Linked DNA regions of Mus musculus: regions 2, 3, 4 and 5 are each linked to region 1. Evidence: chromatin contacts called from public capture Hi-C and promoter capture Hi-C data. All regions are on one chromosome and are shown on one strand. Each heading gives the region's core, a stretch centred on a gene start, on an enhancer-like site or on the middle of the called end of the contact. The rest is flanking DNA. Distances are from core to core; before and after follow the strand shown. Region 1 holds the start of Atl1 (atlastin GTPase 1). Region 2 holds the start of Frmd6 (FERM domain containing 6). Region 3 holds the start of Lrr1 (leucine rich repeat protein 1). Region 4 holds the start of Klhdc1 (kelch domain containing 1). Region 5 holds the start of Nemf (nuclear export mediator factor).

Evidence for each region. Promoter capture Hi-C pulls out the DNA fragments that hold promoters and counts their contacts. Capture Hi-C pulls out chosen DNA fragments and counts their contacts.
Region 2: a promoter capture Hi-C map of the C10 cell line shows a contact between it and region 1, with 4 times the contacts expected there. The contact joins the promoter of Frmd6 here to the promoter of Atl1 in region 1. A contact is called at or near these places in 4 of 39 promoter capture datasets (the C10 cell line, liver, pre-B cells and 1 more), 1 of 115 datasets of contacts at active chromatin or transcription factors (large pre-B cells) and 1 of 9 other capture datasets (pancreatic islet).
Region 3: a promoter capture Hi-C map of liver shows a contact between it and region 1, with 2.4 times the contacts expected there. The contact joins the promoter of Lrr1 here to the promoter of Atl1 in region 1. A contact is called at or near these places in 5 of 39 promoter capture datasets (the 3T3-L1 cell line, the C10 cell line, the HPC-7 cell line and 2 more), 2 of 484 Hi-C or Micro-C datasets (both in CD4 T cells) and 1 of 9 other capture datasets (liver).
Region 4: a contact with region 1 is called in a capture Hi-C map of macrophages, with 4 times the contacts expected there. The contact joins the promoter of Klhdc1 here to the promoter of Atl1 in region 1. A contact is called at or near these places in 12 of 39 promoter capture datasets (the 3T3-L1 cell line, the C10 cell line, the HPC-7 cell line and 7 more), 1 of 15 datasets of contacts at CTCF or cohesin (large pre-B cells), 2 of 484 Hi-C or Micro-C datasets (embryonic stem cells and pro-B cells), 5 of 115 datasets of contacts at active chromatin or transcription factors (cardiomyocytes, embryonic stem cells, large pre-B cells and 1 more) and 2 of 9 other capture datasets (adipose tissue and macrophages).
Region 5: a promoter capture Hi-C map of pre-B cells shows a contact between it and region 1. The contact joins the promoter of Nemf here to the promoter of Atl1 in region 1. A contact is called at or near these places in 22 of 39 promoter capture datasets (the 3T3-L1 cell line, 3T3-L1-derived adipocytes, the C10 cell line and 13 more), 1 of 15 datasets of contacts at CTCF or cohesin (pro-B cells), 23 of 484 Hi-C or Micro-C datasets (CD4 T cells, the G1E-ER4 cell line, the HL-1 cell line and 12 more), 10 of 115 datasets of contacts at active chromatin or transcription factors (astrocytes, bone marrow-derived macrophages, embryonic stem cells and 5 more) and 3 of 9 other capture datasets (embryonic stem cells, liver and macrophages).

The regions. Positions count from the first base shown.
Region 1 is chr12:69,889,516-69,895,363 of GRCm38.p6, reverse strand. Atl1 (atlastin GTPase 1) reads right to left here and starts at 2,259. Exons shown (of 15, transcript NM_178628.5): 1 at 2,020-2,259. Map4k5 (mitogen-activated protein kinase kinase kinase kinase 5) reads left to right here and starts at 2,201. Exons shown (of 32, transcript NM_201519.2): 1 at 2,201-2,711. The coding sequence starts at 2,604.
Region 2 is chr12:70,822,156-70,828,003 of GRCm38.p6, reverse strand. Frmd6 (FERM domain containing 6) reads right to left here and starts at 2,490. Exons shown (of 14, transcript NM_028127.3): 1 at 2,431-2,490.
Region 3 is chr12:69,166,708-69,172,555 of GRCm38.p6, reverse strand. Lrr1 (leucine rich repeat protein 1) reads right to left here and starts at 3,742. Exons shown (of 4, transcript NM_001081406.2): 1 at 3,494-3,742; 2 at 596-694. The coding sequence starts at 3,700.
Region 4 is chr12:69,238,871-69,244,718 of GRCm38.p6, reverse strand. Klhdc1 (kelch domain containing 1) reads right to left here and starts at 2,887. Exons shown (of 13, transcript NM_178253.5): 1 at 2,706-2,887. The coding sequence starts at 2,801.
Region 5 is chr12:69,354,405-69,360,252 of GRCm38.p6, reverse strand. It overlaps Nemf (nuclear export mediator factor), which reads left to right and starts at 3,077. Exons shown (of 33, transcript NM_025441.3): 1 at 3,077-3,202; 2 at 3,906-3,974; 3 at 4,121-4,223; 4 at 5,481-5,606. The coding sequence starts at 3,144.

The DNA.
Region 1 (5,848 bases), core at 1,010-3,509:
ACACTGATTCCCAGCAGCACAGACGCCTGTCTCTCCAGGCTATCCATTCTTTGGCTGATGGTCAGAGCATATGGATCTGCCATTACTGGCAACATAAATTATCTTCACTTGTGACCTCCAACTTTTTATTACCTAATTCATTTTAAACAGTATGTTCCTACAACAATACACTTGGAGGCTTGTCAGAGGATATTTATCTCTGTCTCAAGCTGGCTACTCAGGTTTCCACTCTGTGAAGGCTCACAAGGGAAATGTCTCTGAGGTCTTAGCATCAGGAAAAGATACGCCTCTCTTGATCAATTTGTTCATCTTCCTCTCAAAAGCATACAAAGAAAACCCACCCTCAAGTCTTCTTTGTGCTCTCTCTCTCTTGCTCTCTCTCTCTCTCTCTCTCTCTCTCTCTCTTTTGGTTGCATTGTTCTGGTTTCCTGCTTCCCCCCTTTCAAATCTGATGCAGTTTCCTCTCATTTATTTTTATCTTGTGTAAAAATAAGTATTTTGTGTGAGCTGCCTCAAACTCTCTACGGGATAATGCAGGTATAAATAAGAGCAAATACATCTCACACTAGACAAAGGATCAACATCCCCATTTTGACTCTAAACTTGGAAGACTGCTCTCCCCTCACACAACACTGGCCCTCCAGGTTGACTATCCTGCGGCCAGTGTGGTGGAAGGCCTTCAACCCATGAATATCCCACAACGGCCTAGTCACACAGTGGGTAAGGGTGGGTTTGACTACATGACCACCATAAATCCATGACAGTAAACAAGTACTAAGATACCAATAGAACACTTGAAGAGATTTTGAGTCATCGAAGCCAAAAATATGTGCCCACCAAAACAAGTGCCAAGAAGATTTCAAAGAAGGAACTGTTCTTCAACCATTTTTTTTTTCAGTGCAGCACACACACAGGCTTTGTCCCTGGGGCATGTAAGTCTGGGCTTACTTATGTTCCCTAAATAAGTGCTCTTTGTGTGTGGATCACGAGAAAATGCATACAGTCTCTGTTCCGTTAAGGTGTTAATTTAATTTCTTCATTTATTAGCTATAAGAAGTTATTTCTCAAAACAGAATTAGAGTGTGTCTGGAGTCACGTGTCATCTGAAATTTGTTCTGTTGTCGTTTTTTTTTCTAGTTTTTTCAATTTTCTTACATTTTTATTTAATTTTGTGTTTTGCCTGCATGTACAGCTGTGCACCATATGCATATGTGGTGCCTACACAGGCCAGAAGAGGGCGTTGGCCCTCCCTCCCAGCCCACTCTGGATCCCAAGTTGGAGTTAATGAGGAGTGGGCCGCCACGCAGGTGCTGGGAATCAACCTCTGAGCTGCAGCCGGTGCTGCTAACAATTGGGCCATCTTTCCAGTCCTTATCTGGTTTTCCAACTGAAAATCTCTGTAAGACTCTAGAAGTAACTTTACCAGTATACATAAAATTGGCAACTTCATTTCTACCTTAAGAACAAGACTGGAACTCAAATTACAAAAGAGATTGAAACATTAACCAAATCACTTCTCATAACTCCTGCCCAATATTTTGGGCATTGTTAGTTAGGCCTCTTACATTTTAAAGCCTCTTACATTTTACACTCCTCTTTACAATGCTGTAAAAATGGTTTACAAACATTTCTCGGGTGTCAAATGCAAAACCTATCCTCTTCCAGCTACAGATAAGGACACTGGGATGTTGCCACGTATGCCTTGTCCCAGATCACCTACTTTGGAAGCAGAATCAGACAAAGGTCCCTAGCTTTGCTTTAGCATCTCTAAAACTCCTCCCATTAACACTTGCAATATTGCGGTGATGCCCAGAGACCACAGAAACTTCGAAAGGAATTGGGGTTTTCAAAAATGGCTCTGGGAAACCCTGGTGGAAGACAGGTTCTGCAGGTGTGCGGTCCAGCCTCGGAACTGGTACCACCGGGAACAGTGTGTGGAACAGGACGGTGCAGTCGGGTGTGCCGGCATTTAGTTAACCCGGCACTCCCCCACCTCCTGCCCGGGCGGCCTCAGTTTACCTGTACCGAAAGGAAGCAGAAGGCAGCGCTCCGGAGGCCTGCGGACAGACCCTCCTCCTCTAGTCCGCCGGCCACTGGGCGAATCCTGGCCGAGGCTGGGCGGGTCAGACGCCGCACGAACGCCTCCGGCGCCCCGCAAGCAGCTGGGAGGCGGGGCGCGGCGGCGTCCAGGGTGTTGTGCACTCGGCGGGCCTCAGGGCGGCAGTCTGGGCCCGCGGCCTGCGTTCTCGGGCGGGCCAGGCTCGATCCGCGCCGGCCGCGAACGTGTCTCCCGGTGACGCAGCCGCGGGTGGGGAACGTGGTGCGGCGGCGACTGTGCGCACGGCCGTCTCGGAGAAGACGCGGGTCTCCGACGCCGGCGCTCGGCCAAGAACGGACGGCCTCTCGGGTACGGCCGGCGCGGGGCCTGGCGGGACCGACGAGGCCCGGAGGCTGCCGGGGTTGCGCCCCGTGACGCCCCCCGCGCTCGCTCTCGCCGGTGCAGGCGCAGCTGCGAGCCGAGGCTCCATGTTGGGAAGCGCCGCGCGCCCTCGTTAGCGGGAGACGGCTGCGGCGGGCAGAGCCCCGGACTGGGCGCAGCGAAGATGGAGGCCCCGCTGAGGCCTGCCGCCGACATCCTGAGACGGAACCCGCAGCACGACTACGAGCTGGTGCAGAGGGTCGGCAGCGGCACCTACGGGGACGTGTACAAGGTGAGGCCCCGGCCCGGCCTGCGAACGTGGGGCACCCCCGGGATGCGCCGGACCACAGCGTCCGGCCAGGAAGCGGCCCGGAGCCCGCCGCACCGTTCCGAGCACCCTGGGTTCCCCATCGGTTCTAAGGCTAGCGACCGGCAGACTTAACCGCACCTTCCAGACCACGGCTGAGCTTTTTTTGTGGTTTTAAGGCGTATTTATGGTATTGAAGTTATTCCGGAGGATGGTTTGGTGTTGATGTGGGGGGAAAATGCTTCGCGGAAGGCGGTAGATAGGAAAGAGTATTGTAAATCTAGACCTTTGCGTCCTGTACTGGTTTGGGTGAACTTGCCTTGAAAAAAATCTCTGTGGAACCGGACTCTAAATTGTCAACTGTAAGTAATCTGGTTCTGGAGTAAAAGGATTTGTGTGTAAACATGACAGCCTGTAGGAAGATGTCTTTGGGGACCGGTGAGGTGGCTCAGGGTGTTAAAGGCCCTTAGAGCCAAACCTTACTTAGGACCCCAGAACGGTCCCCGGATTCTCTTGGTGGAAGCACGGATCCCCCACACATACACACTCACACACTCCCAGGAAATAAACAAAGTGTAATGAAATTTAAACATATTTAGAGGAAGACCTTTGTCACCTGGCAGAAGTTTAGGCATTTTGTATCTGGTTGATAATAATGAATATAACTTATGGGGTTTTCCTACTAAACTAATTCCTCTCTATGGGATTTATAGCATTCCATAATCATGAGTGGATAATTACTGCTACCCTTTTTACTGGTCTCTTATATTAAGACAAATAATAATAAATTTGTAATCTGCCGTTACACAACAACAAAAAACATGCCATAGCAAAGCAAACCGATTTCTTAAGTCTGCTAAGTTTTTGAAGGGTTCAGAGGAAAACACTGTCCAATATTCCCTCATGGCTTTTGTTCTTTGTCCCAAAGGGGCAGAGTTAGTGCAGTTCCTTATGGGGATTAAGAAAAAGCTTATTTTTGACCTGGGTGTTGGTGGTGCACGCCTTTAATCCCAGCACTCAGGAGGCAGAGGCTGGTGGATTTCTGAGTTCAAGGCCAGCCTGGTCTACAGAGTGAGTGCCAGGACAGCCAGAGCTGCACAGAGAAACCCTGTCTCTAACACCCCCCCCCCCAAATAAAAGCTTATTTTCCTTTTGCAACAGCTTGATATTTTGACCTATGTATGTATCAGTATGTTCCAAACAGCAATCTGCATAGAGCCCTGATGGCTGTGTTTCATGAGTAATTGCTTGACCCCACTGAGGTATGTTGACTTGCACAGGTATAATGCAAGGAAAACATCTCTTTTCTCTGCTTGTTTTTGAGTAATTTTTTGCTGAGAGTAGTACCTTGGGGTGATGGATTCTGAGGTAAGAACTCTGGGTAGGCTTTTTACCCCTGAAAACGAGGCATTTGGGCCCAAGCAGACACTGTTCTAGCAACCGAGCAGTGCAGCAGCAGTGAGCAAGGTCCTGACTCTGGCCTCGGTTACCTTTGATGCAAAGTGCACAGTTAGAATGGAATCCCCTTCCTTATGGAAAGTTAATGGTAGCTAGCACAAACGTCTCTATTTGCTCATTACCCATTTTAGGAAATGCTTGCTCTTTAAAAAACAGAAACTCCTGTTTGCTTTCTTGGTCCCATTTTAAATCATCTTTGTCTTATGATTCACTGAAAGTTAGACCAGTTCAGTTCCGTTCATAGTAATTATACAATACTCTAAATTCTAGCTTTTGCCCCACCCTACCCCCTTTTTCCCCTGGTACAGAAAATTTAAAGGGAGTATTTCCCCCACACAAGGATCTTGCTAAGACCTCCACGGTTTTCTTTTCAGAGCAGCTCTCTGGAAGGACTGCATCCTTCCTTAGGAAAGCAATGTTTACATTAAAAGGACAGCTGTCTGCCTGCCTGCCTGCCTGCCTGCCTGCCTGCTTGCCTGCTTCTTCTTACCCAGCTGCTTCCTGGTCCTGCTGCTCACTTCCACAGCTCAACAGACATCAGAGGCTGAAAGCTTCCCACCCCACCTGGGCCTCCCACCTTTCTCAATCAAGCTCACGTTATCACGTGTACTTGAGGGCTAGGCCAGCCTCTGAGTCCCACGCAGCCTTTAGACACTCGTGTGCCCTTCTGTTTGGTGTGTTCTAATTCCTGAGGATCACCTCCCTCCCCCATCCTCCACCTGTTGCCACCATTGCTGTCTAGGAAAACAGTTCTTGGTTCTAGTAAGCCCCAGCCCCTCACCCTGACCCCTAATCTCACCCACCACTCTCCCTCTCCCTTTTGCTCTTACCACACTGGCCTGCAGGCTTTCCTTAAACAACAATAAGCATCTCCTCCTTTGGAGTCTTTGTTCTTGCTACTTCCTCTGTTCAGTATCTTCTCCCAGACAGTGAGCGTCTTGCTTCCTCCTTCCCTTTAGACGAACCTGACCGTCTTTGTACTTGCTGCTTGCTGTGTCTAGCTCAGTGTTTATTACTTGCTTTTTTAGGTGTCTGTTTCAACCAAAACTATCAATACTCCACAGAGACGGGCTTTCCGCCATCCCACCCGGTTTTGCTGCATCTTAACCTAGAATTAGGCAGGACATGGAGTATTCCTAAGAGGTTGACAGAGTGACAAAGGGCTCTAGGTGGTCCTGTCACCTAGTTGTCTGAGCACTTAATTTTGACATCACAACAGTGCTTGTATTTAATTCCTTGTGTATTCCTGCACTGTTTTGTTTTGCTTTAACAATAGCCACATGTCTCTTTTTATTACAAATTTCAATAACTTGAGTTCTCTGGGAAAACATTTCTGAAAAGCTGTTTTATAGCATATTTATTATCAGTGATCTAAGTCCTGTGGAATTTTGTGAATTTATACTTACTCCTTAATATGTCTAGAACATGAGACTTTGGATTTTTTTTCTTTTAAAGCAGATTGATTGTATTTTTAAGAAACTGTATTTTTAAGAAACTGTAAATCCTGGGGCATTTTAGAAGTGTTTTCCATCTGTGATGCAAACTAGTAAACTAATTAGTGAGAAATAATGTCATCTCTTTATCTCTTACCCATCCCAGTTTGTTTTTATGCCTGAGCTATATTATGAAGTAGTAACTTTAAAAAGACCCTCGCCTTGAGATTC
Region 2 (5,848 bases), core at 1,241-3,740, 930 kb before region 1:
CTTGGTACTGGCTTTCATGTAATAAAATAATTGTTTGCAGGTTTTATTTAAAAAAAAGAAAAAGAAAGAAAACACGGCTCTAGAAATCAAAACGTAAAACATTCAAGTTGAAAACTACAAAGAATTCTTTTATCAGAAACTTAGTTGTGAGACAGGAGTCATTTACACAGAACTCTTAAAAACTGAGGACTCTGTCCAAAACAATTCTATTTGAAACCTGCATTCCAAGCAACTGCCACAAAAGGCTACACAGCCCATTATGTCATAAGTTCTGAAAGCCAAAAGCTTTATAAGCATAGTTAAATGTGGAATGGTCTCCAACAGCCCCCAATTCAGCCAACCCAGTTGAATGGCAGATTTTTAAAAAACCTGTATAGCATACGGGAGCATTTTGTTTTAAAAGGAGGGCTTCCAGCCTGCCCGTGTTGCTTTCGGGTATTTTCCTGTAAAGCTCGGGGTATCTCAAATCTACACCCTCAGACTGTGTATCTGAAACTGATGTCTTAACCCCTGCTAACCCCAAAAAGGAAGCGATGGGAAAGTCAGAAGATTTGCCTGGCTCAAAATGTTTTGAGCCCTGCAAGAGCTGTGACTGTGTCAGATCGCAGGTATTTCTGTAAGCCACTCAAAGCTGGTAGGTGGGCGGGGAAAGGGGGGGTAGTTCTTATTACAGTCAGTCTGCTTTCTGGAGAAGATATCCTGCAGATAACTTGATATAGGATATCCCCGGGGGGACCCTCGCCATCCAATAATCTACCAGAGGTCTCCTTTACTATAAAATATTAAGTGAGTATGTTTATAAACATACCCTCCCCTTAAAACCCTCACATTTCCATGTCAACCACCTCCAGTTGTGGAGTATTCTCATTTTTAACGTAAAACTATAATTTCTCAAAACCACACCCAAGGAAAATGATTAGGTGCTAGAAGTTTTACTACAAAGGACCGAAGCAAAAGGCATCTGTTTTCCTGCTCCATTCTGCTCTCTTCCCCTCCCCCACTCTCCATCCTGCAAGCCATTTGTAGGTCTTGGCTGTTACAACTTTCTACAGCACTCTCAATGCTCTAGATTCGGGATAAGAGAAAACAAACAAACAAAAACTCTTTTTGTCCTTTCAACAAAGTCGGGCCTAAATTTATGCTCTGTTCTTAAGAAAACTCAAAAGTCACAGGCCTTTTAAATGACAGATGTATTACGGAAAATTTTCCCCACAGAGTTTTTGATGCTGTGAAATATCAACTCCCTGAAACCACAGAAAGGAAATGACTTACATTCTTGGAAAATGAAGCCACTAGCAGTTTTCTCCAAAAGCATTCTCTAATCCCCAAACTACACACTGTGGCAACAGTGGGTATTTCGTGCAAAAACTAAATGTAGGTGGATGCTTCGAAGACCGGTAAACAAACACCACTCGGTCCAAAGAAAGGGGGGAATCATGCGTGGAAAATCTGGCAAGGTACGCTTTCCCTTCCACGTTCAAACGCGCCGAGAATCCTTGCACAAGTTTTCCTTCCTCGCAGTGGGCACTACACAGCTCCCGGGGTGCAATGCTAGCAAAACAGACTGGCCGCTTATATAAATAAATAAACAAATCCCCCAAAGGTGTAAGGGGGCCACTGAGCCAGAATTTCTTCCGACACTAGCCACACAACTGTACGGTCTGAAAATTGTTCCAGCTTTTATCTCAACTTTAAATGTGCTTGCTTTGACAGCTTTCCATCCATTCCTGCCTTTAAGAAAGCGCTCCACCATCAGGCTAAGCCATTCTAGAACTCCAAGTGTTGTTTAAATCCTGTAGACTTCACTTGGGTGGCCCCGAGCTGTCCACATCCCCGCTTTCCCGGAGGGGAGGCTAGTGGTCTCCTTTACCTGGTCGTGTTAAGTTCCTCCAGAAACCAAAATTCTGCAGGCCGCACCCGGGACTCGTGTGTCCCCAAGGCCCCCTTCAGGGTTTCCCACACTAGGCACTGGCGGGGATACCGGACAGACGCGCTGGGGTGCCTTCCCGAAGTGGGCTGTCCGGCCTGCGCGCACAACAGGCAATACCGCACATCGCTCGGGTACGCGGGACTCACGGCTCGTCCCAGCTAGTTACGGACGGGGCGCTACAGGCAGGCACCCCTCGAGCCAGAGTCTCGGAGATCGGGGCGCAGGAACGCAGAGCCCAGCCCCCTAGCTCCGCGCTTCCCTCGCGGCCGAGGCTGCCCGGGGGCCCCGGGCCTCCCGCCCCGGCGTGGGCGAGCTCCAACTCGCGGAGAGGCGACCTGCCCGCCCGGTGCCCGACGCCCAGAGCCCCGTGAGAAAGAAGAAAGACGCCGAGAGCGGCAAAGCCGGGAATCGCACTTTAGACCAGCAGGGGGCACAGCGGCGGCCAGGGCGCGCCGTCCCAGAAAGGGGGCCAGCAGGCCGGCGCCCGCTCCCGCGCGTACCTCCAAAGTCGACAGCGCCAGGCTTCCGACTCACAACCGGCGTCTGCTCCAGCGGCGCCGAGCCTACTCGCAGCTCCCAGCACTCCTGCTGCCGCCAGACCAACGCTGCAGCTGCCCCGCCCCCCGCCCACGCCTTCCGCTCCGCCCCCTCGAGTTCACGCCCACGGCCCGCCCGAGACACGCCCTCCCTGCTCGAGGCCCCGCCCCGCCCCAAATTGAAGGCGGAGACCGAGCAGCGGAAGAAGCAGAGAGCTGGGGTGATCGCGGCTGCACGTGGAGCGCTGCCCCCCCCCGCCCCGCCCCGCTCCGCCCCGGACCCAACCAAGAGTCCTGCGGAGGGGTGAAGAGACCCAGGGACCAGGGGACGCGGGTGACATCGGATAACCGAGTCGGGCTCAAGTGGGTTATATAGAGTGAGATATGCTTTGCATGCCTTTCCCAAAGGGACAGAGGCTTCGGTGCGAGGGTAATAGACTGTCCGCCCTCCCCTCCTTCGGAATGGTCCCCTTCTCCGCTCATGCCCCCCCCCCCCCCATCCTCCCGCACACCCTAGTCCCTAGCCTCTCCCTCACAGGCCTAGACGGGTTACCTGGGGGTGGTTGTTTTACGTGAGCTGCGGCTTAATAAATCTGAACTGGGGCGGCCCCTGCGAGAAGAGGAGATTTCGTGATTCCTCTATCCCCCTCCCGTCAGGCGCCCACTTCGACCTCACGGTTTTTATCCTGCATGTGGGCTGTGAGTGCCGCCTAAGCCCATCCGCCCCCGCTCAGTCTGTCTCCCCAGGTTGAAACAGCCGCTGCCTGTGGCCCTCAAAATGATGTGTACCCTTGGTGAAGGTTGCCGGCTTGGCTGTGAGCAGTGCAAAAGACAGCCCTAGAAGATTTCAATAACCCCAAAGATCCCAAGAGGAATGGAGGGTTCTTTGCTCCTTTTGGTAGTCGGGTAAAGAAGCGAAGTCCACTTGTTTGTGCTGCACCTATCTGGACCTGCTTAGGTGTCTAGCAGCTTAAGTGTGTGTGTGTGGTGGGGGCACTGCCACCCACAGTTACAAGCTTCTAAGTGTTTTGTGGATGGTGCTGCTCCAGTGAGGAGAATCTGAGATTCTAGCTTTTTCATGTAGGTGCAGACACCTGAGGAAGAACACTTGATACCCCATAGAAGCTGTATTTGAAATAGCTGATTGCTGTGATTAAACACCAAACCAAACCAAAGCGTTTATTTCTGCACACAGCTCTCAAGTCACACTGCGTCGCTGAGGGAAATCAAGACAAGAACTCAATGCAGAAACCCGGCATGGCCGTGGAAAAGTGTTTCTTACCGGCCAGGCTCAGCTTGCTTCTTTATGTATGTAGGACCACCAAGCCAGGGACTGTAGCCCCTCTCCCTTCCATGTGAGCTGGGCCCTTTGACATCAATCATCAATTAGAAAATTCACCAAAGGCCAGTGTGGTTGGGGGCAGGTCTCAAGAGTTGAAGTTCCCTCTTCCCAAATAATCTAGCTTGTGTCAAATTGACATAAAAACTAGCCAGCCAGCCTGGTGGGCCATGGTGGCGCAGACCTTTAATCCCAACCCACAGGAGGCAGAGATGGGCAGGTGGATCTCTGAGTTTGAGGCCAGCCTGGTCTACAGAGTGAGTTCCAGGACAGCCAGGACTACACAGAGAAACCTTGTCTTGGAAACAAAACAAAACAAACAAAAGACTCCAAAACAACTATCCAGCAGACCTTTCAATTGCCTTTCCATTTTGGAGACCGTGAATAGTAAGTTGTTGCTGGCTTCCACAAGTGTGAGCACGTACAAAAAAAGATATTTTTCTCTCTTTTTATATTTACTCCGGATGAGTGCAAATTGGGTATTAATTGGTAATCAACTGCTGTCTAATGAGATAAACCAGCATACAAACAAGAAACATAGTACTATTTTGGAAAAAAGTTTCCTAAATCTGACTTATTTTCAGGTTTCATATATGAGAATCTAGCAGAGAAAAAAACCCCAGCATATTGTTAGACTGTGAAACATAACTGTGATTATAAAGCAATTAGGTAACCCAAAGAGCAAAGTATCTTATGGAGCTTTTTTTAAAAAAAGAAAGTGTGAGATCAGACTTATTGTCCAGGGCTAGATTGTGGTAAAATTTACTATGTGAAATTTTTTTTTTCTGAATTGTAATGGTCATATTAACAGTGTGAAGACCACAATAATCACTCTTACATGATATATTTTTGTAAACCATTTCAAGCTATCTAAGTTGGTTTTATAAACTTTATAAAATGCCCCTTGGAAGCAGCATGCAGCCAACTAAAGGGGACTGAGAAAGGATGTGTTTCTTATCACAGGATGGGCTCTTAATGTGCTCCTTACAATGAAGAATGCAGCAGGTCTGTATGTGGTCTGGTTTTATCCTCTGACGATGGGATCTAGTTTATTTTCGCTGGTCCGATGAGATGTTTCTCTGAAGTGGAATACTTCACCAAGTGATGCATCCGTGCACATCTTCAATGATTACTTTTTCAGAAGCACTTACATATCATCATTTTTCGCGTTGTTTTTCTTTGGCTCTAGTCCATGGGTGTATTAAGTACTCCCAACAATGGAGCATAGGGTTAGCCCCGGGGTTCAAAGGTTAAAGACCCCCCTGAATCTTACAGCAGATTGGGAGGATGGGCGTGCTGTTCCAGAGCTGCAGCATCCTCAGTGGTGCCACAGAGATGCTCTGGAGCAGCAGTGCTCAGCCTGGAGCCTCCAGGAAAAACATCAGACACTGTGGGAACAGAAGTTTGCCTAGGAACCAGTCCTTCTCAAATCTGTCAGCATATTGGGATCACCCAGAGATTAGCAACGACTATGTACTGCCTGGATTATAGAAACGTGGCTTTGGAACATTTGTAATATCCCCATATTAAATGGAGAAATACTTGGGGGTCAGAGGTTAGAATGTTTTCAGGTAGGGACTCAGAGTAAGAGAGCATCCAGAAGCATGCCTTTCTTTTAAAGCATGATAACCGTACAACCGTCCTGAGAGTCGAGAGGAATACGAATTTAGTCTGTCTGTTTGTCTGTCTGTCTGTCTGTCTATAACAAGGTGTTGCTATGTATTCCCGATTAACTTCAACTTGTGGTAATTCTTGTCCTTTCTCTGATTTCTCAGTGTTCTCAGAGAGCCATTGAGGAATCAAGAGCTGAAACCCGGCGCTGGGTCTTTTAAGATCCACATGTAGACACAAAAGTCAGAAACTGGTGAGTTCACGCTGTGGGAATCCATCCCGACCGCTGCTCTGTTTTCTGTTGTGAGCCCTGTCCTGTCCTCCCCATCTGATGTGCAGTGAGAAGCCTCACTCTGAGACAGCATCTCATCTTCACAAGGAATCCCTCAAGAGCCCCTGAGTTAGCAGCAGTGTCCCTTTGGCCAGCCCTGC
Region 3 (5,848 bases), core at 2,493-4,992, 720 kb after region 1:
GCAATCTGTGCATCCAAATGCTGAAGATCCTTGTCCCCACTTGGTTTTTGATGGATCAATAAAGATGCCAACAGTCAATGGCTAGGCAAAGGGAGACAGGGCGGGACCCTTAGAGTAGTGTGGGCTAAGAACTGGGAAAAGGGAGACAGAGAATCACCATGACTTGGGGGGACAAGGATGGGAAGCAGGCGCTGCAGGAGAGAAAGTAAATTAGCCGTGTGAGAATTTGGGTGGGTGGCCACTGGCCACTTCCCCATTGGGCCTAGGGTAGCAGGGGAAGGTTTAGGAGTACCCAGCCTTTGAGGTACCCAAGGCATTTTAGAATTAACTGGTGGGGGGGAGGGGCAGTGCATGCGTGCAGCGGTGTAGCCCAAGCTCATCTCTACAGGCTGTCAAGATGCTTTAACAGCCAAACAATCTTTGTTTTGGGATATAGTCTCCCTGTATATCCCTGGATGGCCAAGAACTTGACTTGTAGATTACATTAGCCTTGGGCTTACAAAAACCCTCCCACCTTTGCTTTCTGAATGCTGGGATCACACACATTTGATGCTGCACCTGGCTTGCATATTTGTTACTATTTCCAATATCATACCTTACTCAGACAGATGTCCACAGGAGGCTCCTTTAGCCGGACAGTGGCTTTCCCCTCATCCACAAATTTGGTGAAGAGCTGCTCAATGTTCTCTCTTAGCTAATTAGAAACAGAGGGGAAGGGGTTGAAGGAGGGACACAAAAGGAGAATTACTATTCAATAACACTCGCTGAGAGTAGAATGTGCCAATCTTCTTCCAGGTTTTAGTTTAGCTTTTAGTCCCATGTCTCAGTGTTTTATGAAGTTTTTGTTTTTGTTTTTTTTTTTTTAAGCAGATGAATAGTTACATCTTCCAGCCAGCCGACACTAGGCATTACTGCTGTGTCTGCTGAGACTTTCCTTCATTTTTTAGAGAATGTTTTCCTCTTTTCCAACCCAGTCACATGGCCATGGTCACAAGTGCCAGCAGTAAGCTCCCTACCTTCCTCTTGGTCCCTCAGACCATGCCTGCCACCAGATTATCTGCAAGCTCCACCAGAGCAGAAAGCTTGTCTTGTTGCCATGTTAACCTCTGTATTGCATCAACAGCTGGCATAACTGATCTCAACCCTTTTCATAACATATGTTTTCTGCTTTAGACTTCAACAACTCTTTACTGAGAGGCAGTTATGTACCAGGCATAATGAGAACTTTGGAGCGGTATTTAGTAAGAATGGTATGGTGGCCAGGCAGTGGTGGCAGTGGTGGCACATGCCTTTAATCCCAGCACTTGGGAGGCAGAGGCAAGCTGATTTCTGAGTTTAAGGCCAGCCTGGTCTACAGAGTGAGTTTCAGGACAGCCAGGGCTACCCAGTGAAACCCTGTCTCAAAAACAAACAGAATGGTATGATGACAGCAGGTACTGAACGAGATGGTTATTAAATAAGCACAACAAAAGGAAAGCAGGAAACCTTTCCCAGTTTGGAGTAGAAATGTGGTGTTAAAGAAATAAAAGCCAGGGCACTGATCACTGGGTTAGAGGGAAAGAGCACTTCAGGTGAAGGGAACACAGGAAAAGCCAGGAAGGAGAGCTTGTAACTGTAAGGAAGGAGAGCTTGTAACTGTAAGGAGTCAAGGATTCAGAAATGTAGGTTGGATAAGAAGGTTTTCTGGGGGGATGGGCACAGCTGAGTATGAAAAGAAAACAACCAAGAGTCAAGAAAGTTCAAGAACTGCCAGGCAGTGGTGGCACATGCATGCTTTTAATCCTGACACTGATGGAGAAGGAGGGGGTGGAGGAGGGGGCAGAGGCAGGTAGATTTCTGAGTTTGAGGCCAGCCTGGTCTACAAAGTGAGTTCCAGGACAGCCAAGGCTATACAGAGAAAACATGTCTCAAAAAACGAAAAAAAAAAAAAAAAGAAAGAAAGAAAGAAAGAAAACAAACAAAACAAAACAAAAACAAAAACAAAAACAAAAAAAAAGATTTAAGAACCATGAAATTCATTAAAGGATTGAAGAAACAATTAGATCTGCATTAAATTCTTCCTGGAAAGCTAGGTGTGGTAGCTCACACTTTTAATCCCAGAACTCAGGAATTCACAGCTATATGGATCTTTGTGAATTCCAGGCCAGATCTACAGAGTTCCAGGACAGTTGAGCTACACATAGTAAGAGCCTGTTTTAAAACAACAACAACAACAACAACTGGCTCTTGGAACTGGCGCGTGCCTTTAATCCCAGCAACTGGGACAGATGGGACAGAAACAGCAGAAATTTTTATGAGTTTGAAGCCTGCCTGGTCTACAGTGAGCTCCAGACCAGCCATAGTTACAGAGCAAGACCTTGTCTCAATACATACATGTATACATTTAATTTTTTTTTCTCCTAGAACTGCAGTGTAAAGTCTTAGCTGAACTTAGCTGAAGGACAGGATAAAAGACAACATAGAACCAGACTCCTTAATAGCCTAGACAGGCAGGATTTAGATTAATGCCTGGGTGGAAGACGTTGTTAAAATGGTAGAATCTTTGCCTATCTTGCCTGTCATGCATAAAGCCCTAGGTTCTGCCCTCAACACAGTAGTACAAACCAGGTGTGTAGTGGTAACCCCAGAACTTGGGCGGGCTGTAGAGGCATGTGGATCAGGAAGTCAAGGTCCTCCTTACCACTACTAGCCTAACATGCACAAGGTCCTGGGCTCCATCCCCAACACTCCAAAATTAAATGGATGAATGAATAAATAAAAATAAGTAACTTGAATAAGATAATGCTCTCTTCTCTCAACTAAGCATTTGTTGTGGATTATAATATGTGAGGTAAAGAATCCCGAAAACAGCTGGGCGTGGTGGTGCACGCCTTTAATCCCAGTACTTGGTAGGCAGAGGCAGGCGGATTTCTGAGTTCGTGGCCAGCCTGGTCTACAGAGTAAGTTCCAGGACAGCCAGGCCTACACAGAGAAACCCTGCCTTGAAAAACCAAAAAAAAAAAAAAAAAAGAATCCCGAAAACATAACATCCGCTAAAAAATCAGATGCAGGGTGAGGGACTCATTCCCTTATCTCCATTCATAGTTGACACAAAGACATCTTGTTTTGATCAAATAGCACTGCCTGGTAATGGAGGAAAACGGATTTTATAAACCTCGTTTTCAAACCTCCGGTTCAGACAGACTAGACTGGAGTTGGCCACCCGTCTCTGGACCTAAGTCGGGTCAAGCATTTTCTAAACAAATAACAGAGAGGATACATGTGGCAAACCTCTTCAACAACAACAACAATAACAACCACTCAAGTTTGGATAGTATTCATTGTTACATGCATTTTCTGTGTGCTGGAGATTTAACCAAAAGCCTCATATGCTGCTCTGCTTCAGTGTCGGAGGCTTGTACCCCGGCGGGATCGCTGTCTACCAACTCATACCCGCAGAAGCCAGCAGCTAAAGTAAGGAGGCGTGGGTGCTCAAGACGCTGGGGGCGCGTACCTTGTAGCTGGTTCCCTGCCTGTCCTTCATGGTGGAGACCAGCAGGCAGGCGTGGCCGCCCGGCTCTGCTCTTGCCTCAGGCTGCAGCTCATTCCTGCCCGGGGCCTGGCACAGGCTCACCACCGCTCGCACGCCCTTGCCTCGGCTCTTGAGCCCTAAGGTTGGCAAATGACAGCTACGGACCTCCACCTCGCAGGGCAGCCTCATCTTGCAGCTAAGTCGCCCGCTGGCCCGCAGGCTTTAAAACTTGGCGCCTCCCGCCTGACAGGTCTGCCGGGGTCCTCGCGATAGAGGTGTCCATGGTGCGCCTAAACCCATCGGCTTTGTGGCTTCTCGGAGTCCCACTCCAGTTTCCACGTAGAATGGTGGAATGCCCATGTTTTAGCATTATTTAACTTTTAATGACAGAACCTCTGCGTGCTCCGGAGCGCCCGGAGGATTTGTCCTCTGTTTTCGGACAGGCGGCCGCCGAGGGCACCATGTCCTTAAGCTGGGGGCGTGGTAGGTGTGGGTGTGTGCTGCCCGTCCTGGTGTTTCCCGCGCCCTTTGCTAGAGGCCAGCGGACCCGGGGATGGGGATAGCTGGAAGGCTGGTGTCACCTTGTTTATAGACACACACCCCAGCGAGAAAGCATTCTTGTTGGGCATTGCAAGTCAGAGCGGAGCTTTAGGTGACAATAACTGGCAAGGCAATTCCTGTTGAGCAAACTTTACTTTGCAGCCATGGTCGGCCTTGGAAAGGCAGTGGAGACCCACATTCACGCCTCATTTACTGAGCCCGTGGCGGTGGGAGATACCCTGGAGGGTCCCCCACCCGGTCAGAGGAGAAGGGGAGTGAGGGGAGGGTTGTGGGAGGGGATGAGCGGGATGTAAAGTGAATATGTAAAAAAAAAAAAAAAAAAACACTGCACACATCGGGTTGTCTTACCTTCAATGTCCTCGGTATCAACTTTCAAGTAAAAGCTACGAAATTGCTCAGCGACACTTATTTATTTGTTTGTTTGTTTGTTTATTTGTGTATCTATCTATCTATCTATCTGACCCCGGGCTAGGGAAGCGCTTACTCTCAGGTGAAGTGGTGCATTAGAAAACCCCCTTGCCTTACCTTGTAGTAAACAATTAATACAAGTTACACACTTGCAATTGTGAAATGGCTTTCAGAAATACCAATTTTCAATTTAACCGTGGCAAAATTCAAAATTATGATTTAGCCTTCAACGGACATCCCTGTTTACATATAACATGGTGAATTGTATCCGTGTTGGTTTCACATCCTCAAAACCACGTATTCAGGAGATAGGCAAAGACAATCAATTTGCACCCCACCACAAAAAATTCTCTTACACATTCATATGTTTTTAGTTGCTTAACATTTTTTTCTCCAGGCATTGTCACCTAAAGCTCTGCTGGGACTTGACATATGCTCCCTGATAGAGCATCAAAACATTTATTTTATTTTATGTATTCATTTTTTGGTTTTTCGAGACAGGGTTTCTCTGTATAGCCCAGGCTGTCCTGGAACTCACTTTATAGATCAGGCTGGCCTCAAACTCAGAAATCCAGCTGCCTCTGACTCCCAAGTGCTGGGATTAAAGGCGTGCGCCACCACAGCCCGGCACATCAAAACATTAGCAGCATTCTCAGGCTTATGGAAAAATTATATTTAAGCAAACCAGAATTTTTCAAGGACCATTAGGCTTCATAAATTACCTATTTTCGGTATTTGGGTGGATAATAGTAGAGATCGAAAATAGAACACCTGGGCTGGTGAGATGGCTCAGTGGGTTAGAGCACCCGACTGCTCTTCCGAAGGTCCAGAGTTCAGATCCCAGCAGCCACATGGTGGCTCACAACCATCCGTAACAGGATCTGACTCCCTCTTCTGGAGTGTCTGAAGACAGCTACAGTGTACTTACATATAATAAATAAATAAATCTTTAAAAAAAAAAAAAAAAAAAGAAAGAAAATAGAACACCTTCCTAAAGTATTACAGTTGCATTAAATATACACTAGGTTCATTTGAGAGCTAGAATTTAAATCTTGCATGAAACTTGTAATTTTAACTACATGTTTCTGAAATGCAAAGCAGTCAAGAACATAAGGGTTTTGGTTCAGTAAGACATTAGGCAGCTTCAATATATGTAGTTTAGAGTCAATAGAGGTTTTAGGCTGAAACAATGGTATATACTGCCAAATATTTGTCAGACCCTCTCTCGAACACACTGGCCTTGGCATTGTACCTATAGTCTCCTGCATAGTAGGCAAGCAATTGTAAACTATACCCTCCCCGCCCCCACACCCAATATATTGTGTTTGAGGTTGACCTTGAACTCACAGAGATCTTCCTGCCTCTACC
Region 4 (5,848 bases), core at 1,638-4,137, 650 kb after region 1:
GTCTCATAGGCCTGTCTGTTTCTGCCACCTCTTTCTTAGTCTACGGTGCTACCTGCTGGGTCAAGATCACTGGATTACTTCAGAGCTGTGATATACTTTAGTATCTGCCACTAAAGCCCTCTTCACTCTTTTTAGACATTTCCTAAACCAATCTTCCATACATACCAGACTAGATGACTTTTTTAATTATCTGGGAATCTTCCCCACTTGACCTTCCTGCCAGCGGCACTGGCAACTGTACAGATGTCAGAAATTTGAAGAAGGCATAGAGGGCAGAGAACAAAAGAATTTTCTAGCACCAACGACACTGTACACTGGCCTCTGTTTCAAATATACTTTTTAAAAATTGGCTTTAACAGGAAGTACTTCACAACACAGGTATCTGAGTTTTCAGGACACAAGTCTGTCAACTTACACACACACACACACACACACACACACACACACACACACACACACACACTGTTCGTATTAATGAGGAGAGTTGTTTGGGATATAAAACAGCTGAAACACTCTCGGTGCAGGAATCCCTCCAGCTTCCCGGACCTTTCAGCCACACCCTGTTCAAGAGGCCTTTCTAGGGCAGCTGTGGGAAGGGTCCTGCACTTTCTGGAGATAGGGCACACTGTCTTTTTTGCCTCCCACTTTTCCCCCCTCCCACTTATACCTCAGACATTTTTTTTTTTTCTCAGACCTGTTGATGATCCCTGGGATCTAAAAAGTAAAAGACCTGGGGTTTAAGTCTGTGTCGTATATTACAGGGTTGTGTTTGTAGCACCTCTGCTATTTGGAATAACAAGTAGTTGGAAAAGAAAAATTCTGCAGCTGCCCCCTGGAGAACTGGACTCTCACCCGCTACAATTTTCAGGAGTAAAATAAGATTTAAAGCATTCAGACATTTCCTTTTTGGTCCCAAAGAATTCTATACTGATCTATTTCATGTATGGAGTTAAAGAGGAGCCATACAGAGCTGAGACACAGTGAGGTACTAGAAGATTACTGTTATTTTTGACACAATGTCTTGTGCTACCCTGGAACTCATTACAGAACAGCAAATGCCCTCCAGCTTCTCCTGCTTCCCCTGCTTCTGCCTCCCAACATCAGGGCTTACAGGTTGCTGCTGGACAACCTGCCTTGCAAAGTTATTATTTTAATCTTTTCCATTTAATTTACACCAGTGTCAACACAATCCAATAGAAACACAGCAGATCAAGTTTGGTAAGTCGGTGTCTTCAAGTGGCAGAACTTAAAAACACTAAAAAACTGTACGTGCTTCAAAAACTAATACTAGTGTTTCATAAACAAAACAAAAACAAAAAAAACAAAAACGAATTCAAAGCCAGGCCAGGAGATAACCACGAGTAACTGGAAACCAGAGGATGAGACGCTCAGGGCCAGCCTATGGTACTTGAGATCTGTGGGTTTGTCTGGTTGGTTGGTTGGGTTTTGTTTCTGGATGGGAGAGCTAGCTGTAGCTCATGCTCCTGTTTGTTTCAACACCTGAGAGGCACAAACAGGATGCTTATCCTGAATCCGAGCCTGACCTGGGCTACACATGAAATTCCAGGCCAGGCAGTGTGAGCTGCAGTCTGAGATCCTGTCTCAAATAATTAACAAAGCAAAATAAAGCTCCAGAATGCAGCCCCCAGTGTCACATGACCACTGAAGGGTCAATGCCTTTCTTTATAAAATGAAGATGTGGGGCACGAGAGATGGCTCTGTAGTTAAAAGCACTGGTTGCTCTTGCAGAGGACCTGGGTTAGATTCCCAGCACAATCTGTAATGCCAGCTCCTAACACCCTCTTCTGACCTCCATGGATACAGGATGCATATATATATACACACACATACATATATACATACACACACATGTATATATGCAAAACATTCATGTACATAAAATAAATTTTAAAAATTAACATTACAGATTAGACCCTAGTCGATAATCCCATATGATTAGGACATACCAGATATAGTTGGCACACAAAAAACCAATTTTTCTTTTTTTCTTTTTTACTTATACTGCACTAAATTAGGAATAAGCACACAAAACAACAAAACCCACTCGGACCTGATAATTCTTAACACACACAGTATGCACTTTATTTCGTTGTGTTACAGGTCTGTCATTTAAGGGCACTGAGGAGGTCAGAAGATGTTATCTTCTATTTGCAGAAGAGATTCCGTAGGGCTTATTTTCTAATCTGTAAACAAACGGGGTGGGCAGGTACACCTGAATTATTTTTCCAACTCGATAATCCTTGTTATCATCCTACGATCATAGAAACAAAACAAACACACATTCCAACCGCCATGGCAATACGAATTTTCAGCCACAAAACTCTGTGGTGGAGTGTTGCGAATACGAATCTATTTTGAGACTCCAGAGGTACTTAATTAGCAAAGAAATGCCACTAAAAATAGCTGATAAATTTAACTGCTTGGTGACTTCCGTATTTTGAGTAGCACGGTGGCAATGATACCAAACAACGCGGCACGACGTTCTGGGGTCCTCTCCAGTCCTGAGCCACGGAGGCTGGAGGGGTCACGCACCCCGAAACCCCGTTTTGTGGCTTTGGGAGCGGGAGCGATGTGGGCAGCACGGCAGGCGGCTCGCCTGGGAGCCTGTGGGAGTGCTGCGTCGCCGGCCGTCATCCCCCTGCCTCCGCTCCCGCGCCGCCCCAGCGCCCGCCCCTTCCCCTTACCACGTAGCCCCCCCACACGTAGAGGAAGTGTCCGTCCACCACTGCGCAGTGGCCGCTGCGCTCCTCGGCCACGCAGAACGCCTGCGGGTCCGCCATCCGCCCTCCGGGGCCCAGCCAGCTCGGCGCCCGCTCGCACGCGCGAACGGAACGCGAGGAGGGTCCAGATTGGCGGAGGCGGAACCGAGGAACCTGCGCGTCTGCGCGGCCACCGCCCCGGACCGGGGCCTGGCCGCTCCCGGGAGCACCGGGCGCTGCGAAGACACTGCAAACCTCTCCCTGAAGCCTCTCTGCAGCCACTGTCTGGGCTTCTTAGGGCTCTATTAATCAAGAATGGTTTCTCATGAACTTACTTTATGTATGTGAGTGTTCTGCTTGTATGTATGTATGTATGTATGTATGTATGTATGTATGTATGTATGGTGTACATCCTGGACCTGGAATTATGGGCAATTGTGAAATGTGGCTGCTGGGAATCAAACCTGGGTCCACTGCAAGAACAAATGCTCTTAACCTCTGAGCCATCTCTCCAGCTCCATGGTGTTCATTTGGAAAGTGAGCTTTCTTTTTCTTCTTCTTCTCACAACTGTACAAAGTATTGGGTTTATGAACCCCAACTGGGCCAGCTTATTGACCTGAGCATCCTCCTGGCTGTGTGTGTGTGAGAGAGATCATTTTTTAACACGAGCAGTGCTCCAATGCCAGTTCTGCTTCAGCCTCGGTAATACATGGTTTCAAGACGCATATGAGGTTTTTTTGCTTTTGTAGGGCCTGGGTGTCCCTGGTTTTCTTCACGTGTACTTCCGTGCTAATCGCTGTAGAAGGTGTTGGTACCTGAGGCACTGAGTGTTCTATTATTTCTTCGTGGTGATATTATGTGGGAACACAGGCACAATTCCCCTTTTCTAAACACGAAAGGAAACATTATTGTCTTGCATCTTTCATTTCCCACTTGTATACATTTTCTCTGGGGAGAGGAGCGAACCTCAAGTCTTCCTTGAAGAACCAATGATTTTAATTACAGTTACATGAGCATAGCTATTCCACTGAATAAAATGTCTCTGCCTAGCAACTGTTAACTGCCTACAAAAGCTGGGGGTGGGAGCTTGAAACACCCCCCCCCCTTCCTTGCAACTGTTAACTGCCTTTAAAACCACGGAGGGCAGGGAGCCCCTCCCCCAACCCTAAATCGCGGTGATAATTCTACAACCCACCACCTCTTGCCATCTGCCCCTCCACCTTCCACGATGGTCCCTGAGGCTTGGGTAGGATGCCCCTCTAGGGCTGGACATTCAATAGCACTTTTAACCAGTTGTCTCTACAGTAACGACTGCCCATTTAAAAACAGAAACCTCATTGACCAAAGATGACAACTACACTAGTGGACGGGTATAAAGACAACTATTTAGAAGGCAATTTGACAGACACATAGAACTTAGCAAAAGAGCAGCAGCTTTCAAAAATCTATGGTCTTCCCCCAGCCATGGGCTTTTGACCGGGTTTACAGAACACGGCACCAATTCCCCTCTTGTGGAACGATCCACAAATCCAGTCAGAAAATAATTGGCTGTACCCATAATAGTTTCTTCCCCAGTGGGAACATCAGGCCTGATGTGTTGATACTGTAGACTTCAGGATCCCCAGCAAGGTGGGGGCGTTGGTTACAGCTCTTCCCCAGCATAGTCCTTCCCAGCACGGTGAAAGCTGGCCAGGAGTAAGGACCAGATCAATCCTTCTGATTTTCCATGTTCTTCCGCAAAGACATGTAGTATGTAGTGTCTTTGGCAGTAGAGACTTGCCGTCTGTATTAATCTGGTCTCTAGCATAACAGAATTTATAGAATGCATCTCTATATATTGAAAGGGGATTTATTAAAAGGACTTACAGCCTGCAGCGCAGTTAATCCAAAAATGGCTGGCTGTGAACCGGAAGTCCAACCAGAAGTCCAAGAATCCAGTAGTTGCTTGGTCCACAAGGCTGGATGTCTCAGCTGGACTTTATTCTGTGCTGGATCCTGAAGTAGTAGGCTCTGACGCCAGTGAAGGAATGGACTTGCTAGCAAGGAGAGGGCAAGCAGGCAAAACCCAAAACCTTCTGTAAAAGCAATTATTGAGGTTTTTTTTTTTCTTCTTACATCCCCTTTGCCTGCTAATAACTGAAGGGCATTTCTATGGGTGCTCTAGCCCATTTTAGCTCCCAAATAAATAACACAGAGACCTAGTATTTTTATTAACAAGCCTAAGCTGGCCAGGTTCTGAGCTATTCAAACCTGACTAGGCTGCTACTACCCAGCCACATGCCCTGTTACTTGCCATCAGGTCTTGCCCTGGCTTGCTCTGGTCCATGTGTGTTCTCATGGCTGCTCTCTCATCACGACCTCATGGTGAATCATCCTGGTCTAGTCCATCCAAATGGCCTCTCCTCCTCCTCCTCCTCCTCCTCCTCCTCCTCCTCCTCCTCCTCCTCCTCCTCCCCCTCCTCCTCCTTTTCCGCCTCCTCCTTCCTCCCCTCTTCCTCCTCCTTCTCCTCCTGTTCCTCTTCCTCCTTCTCCTCTTCCTCCTCTCCCTCCCTCTTTCCCTCTCCTTTCTCATCTCCCTGGGACCTCCATACTCAAATCCTGCCTATTCTTTTCTGCCCAGCTATTGGCTGATCAGCACTTTATTAACCAATCAGAGTTGATAGAAACTGCAACCAGATCTCTGGGCACATCTGATGGAGAAAACAGCAACTGATGTAGCCAAGTTGACAACCAAAAATAGTCACCGCAAACCCAACCCTTGTCAACACACCATTATATTACCGTATGTTGTGATGAATCTCCAAATGAAAACAATAATCATGTTACATAAAGCCTAAATATAACTATCCCACATTGCATCCAAATGCATTCAATATTTAACCAGGTCATAACTATTCCACAGCCGCAAATGTACTATAAATTTAGAATAGGTGGCAATGTCCCTTGAGGGACATTCTTTTAGTATGTCAAACTTAAGTATGATAACCATTGATATTCTCTTAATTGATGTTACAACACATAATAAAGAAATTTAGGAAAGAAAACACAAATATCTGCACAAATACATTCTTTTTGTTGTTGGTTTTTTTTTTTTTTTTTTTTTTTTTTTTTTTTTCCGAGACAGGGT
Region 5 (5,848 bases), core at 1,828-4,327, 540 kb after region 1:
CCTTAGTCCTCTCTAAGACTTTAGAAGAACTTCTCAGCTTGTGGAACCCAAGCATGAGTGGTGGCATAATTTCTCCCTCCTCAAAAACAAAAACAAAACAAAACAAAAGTCTGGAAACAGTCAAAGGGACATCATAGGGGACAAAAGGACTTCACAGATTCCTCTAACTTTGGGGTTGTGAGTTAGAGAGGTTAAATACAATCTAAGGGTTCTTATAAAAAGACAAGAATTGGGGTTATGGAAAGAGATATGGCCTGGAAGCACATGTTGAAGCCATTTGGGATCACCAGTCAAAGAATATAGCAACTTTGGAAGCTATGAGAGACAATGCAAGGAATTTTCCCAAGACACCACTGACATCACCTCGCCCCGCCCCTGCCCTATTCCCACCCATGCCTCCACATAGATGCAGCTCTGCAGACCCCTTTGGGACATCTAACCTTCAGAACACTAAGAAAATAAATTTGTATTATAGGGAGTGGAGAAATCCCTGAGTGAATATTTATTGTTGACATTGACAAAGCCATGGCAAGGGCTCCAAAGACCCCATTAAGATCCATGAAAGAATGGCAAAAATCTTCCACCTAGGGTGAGGTTCAGAAGCAAGGCAAAGTCTTCCTCTAATTCAGTCCTGGATGTTGACAGTGTGGCAGAAAGTGTCCACTGTATCTTTCTCCCTCTGAACGTTACTACCTGAAGACCTACAGAGACTACTACTAAAATGAGCTAAACCTGTCTCCTTATCCAGCTGTATACTGTAAACCTGCCTGCTTGTTCAACTATATGCAATGACCCCACCTTTCTGTTCAACTCTAAATACTAAATATGCTGAGCTTGGCCTAGTGCCTGTAGTTTCTTTAGTGGAGAGCCCAGACTAGTGGATCTGGACCTCTTTGAGGGTTGGAACTACTCTTTCACAGCAGTCACCTAAGACCATCAGAAAACAGATATTTGTAATTCGTAAGAGTAGCAAAATTACAGTCATAAAGTAGCAACCAAAATAACTTTATAGTTGGGGGGGGGTCACCACAGCATGAGAAACTATTAAAGGGTTACAACATTAGGAAAGTTGAGAACTACTGGCCCAGCCCATCTGATCCCAGCTTTTTTATCTGTATGTCTGTCTTTTTCTTCGTGTTCTTACTGCCCTAGTCAGGTCCATCCCTGGATGCTATGCACAGACACTGCGTTGTATTGTTTATATCTCTACACGTATGGCTGGTGTAACAGTAATAGAAACCATTTACAGAAGCACTGAAGCTCCATGAGCCCCAGAGCTCCACACTTGACTCAGAGGAAGACTGATAAGAGCTGAAAAAGATTCAGATCTGTTGCTCTCTTCTGAAACATGGTTGTACTTTGATTTTAAATATCCTACAATTTTCTATCAATTTCCCCATGTCCAAGACTCTGTATATGTTTTGGCTGTACATTTAGCCTTCTACTTGTATTTAGGATAGAATAAAAAACTGATGCTTACTACAAAATGCTGTGTTTTAGATCCCTTTCGAGTGCTGGAAGCTTGGTGCCAGGTGTAGCGGTGAAAGCCTTTAAAAATCAGAAATGCTATTGTTCTTGAGAGAAACCAGTTTCACTCATGAAGAAGCTATCATAAGAAGAAGCCTGGCGCGTGCACCCCTGCTGCTTCCGTCTCACCTCGGAACTGCCCCCTCTCTTTCCATGTGCTTCCCTCAAGATGCTGGAATGTAGCAGGGGGGCTGCCCTTGTTAGATTGAAATAGATGTGGCTACTCAGTTTCAGAGTTCCAGCTGCTAAAACTGTGAACTTTGTACATTGTTTAACTGTTGGTATTTTGTTACAACAATAGAAACTAGATTAACACATTTGCCAACATTAAAGGTTTATGATCTATCTGGGCATGATAGTATGTACCTGCAATTCCAATACCAATGAGGCTGGAATCAGAGGGAGACTGAGGACAGCCTGGCTTATAGGGTGAGTTTAGACTAACCTTGACTATATAGCATGCCCTGTCTCAAAAGCAGAGTAATTACAAAAATCCTTATGTTTTTAGATATACAAATTTGACACTTTCCCTGCTTTCTTTTGCTTTTTTGGTCACCCATTCTAAGAACTTATAGCGATGTGAATGCTAATGACTTTAAACTTTTAAATACATGTTTCACTGATTTTAAAATTCCTCCAGTTTCTAAATGTGTTGGTAATTTCAGCACTCAAAAAGGCAGAGACAAGAAAATTCAGAGTTCTAAGGTGTCCTGGGCTACATAGAAAGACCCTGTATCAAAAATGACCATGACAACCACCCCCCCACACACACACACCTTCCACTGTCCAAAACTAGTAGATTTTTGTTCTTAGTTTTAGATTTGTTTATTACTAACATTAGAACTTTTAAAAAGAAAAATTTAGACGAATTAACTATCGTATATTTGAACCCTGAATAATTTATGTATGAATTGGTAGCATGCAGAACTTGAAGCAGTTTAGAGAACGCTGGGGTGTGGGAGGAGAACTTTTTCTCCTTCTCCCATGGGAACTCTTACTTTATTTTTATCTGACATCTTTACTTAGTGAATTTTTGAGTATTTGAGGTGCCAAGAATTTATGAAACTCGGGCTATATAGAACCCCACCCCATTCAACTTGAATGAGAATTCTACAGTATGCCGCAGAATCCTATTTCGGAGAGTAGTACCCAGCAAAATAGGAACCCATCTCTACGGCTTGTCAGAGTCAGGGAAAACCAACCGTTGGTTTTTGTCTAGTCTCAAATTCGCGTTTAGAAAGACCCCTTGCTCTTCCATCCTGAGCGATAGCGCCTTCCTGGGGCAACTGATTAATGGTTAATGACCTACAGGATCCTAATGGAGACCCATTTTAATCCCCAAACAAGGGGACGGGATTAACCCGGTCATTGTTCAAGGAAAGGACGCAGTTTCGAGAAGGTAGTTAGTTCTATGTCGAGTTTTTTTTACACAGTGAAAAAAATAATTGATCATGATTTGACAACAAACTTCGGTTAAATAGCGCACTTTCACTATAAGTAATATTGGGTCATTTGGGTTGCCGTAGACACAAGCCAAGCGCTCATGCGCAGAAGCATAGTGGTCCTGCGTCGGCTCAGTCCCTGAAAGGACTGCGGTAGCGACACGCAGCCTAGCCATGAAGAGCCGGTTCAGCACGGTTGACCTCCGCGCAGTGCTCGCGGAACTGAATGCGAGGTATGGTGGTGGGAGTGGACAGGCTCGTTCACAGCAGAGGGAGCGGAGGCCGGGCACCGGGTGGTCGCGAGACGGAGAGCCTCACGGTCGTCCCGGTGCCTCGGGGATTCTCTAGGCCTGGGGGCCGAGCCCGGGGCCGGTGCCCCCGGGAGACACCCCCCCCCCCCCCCCCCCCGGGGACCGTGCCTGATGCTGCATCTCCCTGGCGCTGATTCCGAGAGGTCTTGCCGGGGTGGCCTGAGTCCCGCAGCGAGCGTTTGGTAGAACGGGAGTGATCGTCTTTGCTCCAGACTGGCGGCCTGGCTTCTTCAGAATTCCCGTCCTTCTTCCCAAAGAGAAGTAGCAGGGCCTTCCAGCTGAAATGGGCAGATTTGGACCTGTGTCCTGGACTTGTCGCCTATTCAGCTGTGTGAGCTTTGTCGCATTTTCGGGGACTCGGCTACTTCCTCCGCTCCGAATAAGTCATTTAGACTTAATTTTACTGTATTTACACCCCCCACCCCACCCCAGCACTAGTAGTCTGGTGTTACTGAGATCAACAGGCCACTTTTGTGCTTAAAAGTCTACATTTAATTTGAGGATACCTTTATAGGCGGTGGAGGTATCTTAGCGGAAGAGTTCCTTTTCCACAACACCAATAAATGATGGAAAGTTTTGCTTCAACCAAGAACAATGATTTGTTATATGTTTCTTTTTTTTTCAGCTTGCTAGGAATGAGAGTAAACAACGTTTATGATGTGGATAACAAGACATATCTTATTCGGCTTCAAAAGTAAGAATATTTTATAAGATTGTTTTTGGTAAATTATGATATATATATATATATATATATCCTGCATTTTAGGTTTTGTTTTTTTAAATTCAGAGAATAAGTTTTGGCAAATTCCCTAAAGAAAAATTTGGCTTTCTCTTGAACAGACCTGATTTTAAAGCTACACTGTTACTTGAGTCTGGTATACGTATTCATACAACAGAATTTGAGTGGCCTAAGAACATGATGCCGTCGAGTTTTGCCATGAAGGTAAATTTTAAGTTTGGAGCTAATTTTTAAAACTCCATTTATCTATCTATTTATCATGTATGTATGTATGTGTGTGTGTGTGTGTGTCTGTGTAGGTGGAAACAACAAACAGGTACAACTTGGGGCTCTCAAGTGAATGTCAGAAGACAACCTGGGGGGGAGTCAGTTTTGCTGTGAGATGAGGGGTCAGGGGTAAGATCCAACTTAAATCCCCAGACTTGATCCATGTGCCTTAATCTGCTGACCTGGAACTTGCTTCATTGTTGTTGTTGTTGTTGTTGTTGATCCATGTGCCTTAATCTGCTGACCTGGAACTTGCTTCATTGTTGTTGTTGTTGTTGTTGTTGTTTGTTGTTGTTGTTGTTGTTTCGTTGTTGTTGTTGTTGTTTCATTGTTGTTGTTGTTTGAAACAGAGTTTGCCTGTGTAGCCTTGGCTGTCCTAGAAATCTCTCTGTAGACCATGTTGGCCTCAAACTCAAGAGATGGGCCTACCTCTGCCTCCCAAGTACCAGAACTAAAGGAGTGTGGCTTGGAACTTGATACAGAGCAGACTGATCTCATATTTAGGATGATCTTTCTTCTTGTGCTAGACTTGTAGTACTTTGCCATCATCTCTTCTCAAAGAATGTTGAGCTGGGTATGGTAGTTCACACCTATGACACCAGCATTCAGGGGACTGAGGTAAGGTTAGTTAGCCTGGGCTACTGAGTGACATTTTGCCTTAAAAAATAGTAACCAATAACAGCAAACTCTTGGCACTTTTATGAGTTAAGTGTATTTGTTTACTTAAATGGTAAGGTTTTTTTGCAGTATGATAAGTCAATAGCTGCTCTGGTTCTTGTATTTGCTATTATCTAAAAAATAGAATACAAAAATAACTATTTCAGTTATAAGTTATTAGAATAAAGGCTTAAGGACCCACTGGGACCTGGCACGATGACTCAGTGGACAAAAGTTACCTGAGTGTGATCCCTGGAGTTCACATGGTGAATGGAGAGAACCAATTCATGAAACTATTTACTGACCTCTACCTCTATGCTGTGGCATGCATGCATTACCACACACACACCAAATAAACAAAAATGTAAACAAGGAATAAAAGATTGTCTCTGATTATCATAAGCTTTTGTTTTGTGATCATAGTGTTTTGTTTACCATTTAAATATTCTTGATGTTGTAAAGATAATTTCATAAATTAATACCAGTTGCTTAGGAATTTACTTTTATTGTACAAATGCCTTTTCTGTTTCTTGCTAGTGTCGAAAACATTTGAAGAGTCGGAGATTAGTCAGTGCAAAACAGCTTGGTGTGGACAGAATTGTGGATTTCCAGTTTGGAAGTGACGAAGCTGCTTATCACTTAATCATTGAGCTCTATGACAGGGTGAGTGACATCGAGCGATGTAAAAGAAGAGGATTGTGGCCCTGTTTGTGTTTCACTCCCTTCATTGAGTGTTGACTTTAGTTCATCGTGTTCTGTAACACAGTGTCATTTTAGCTATGATGTTGAGAGGCCTTAGAATCATCATGCTTCTTCCCTATTCCTTGTCTATCGTTTTGCTGCTGCTGCTGCTGTTTGCTTGTTTGTCTCTGTAGCCCTGGCTGCCCTAGAACTCACTTTGTAGA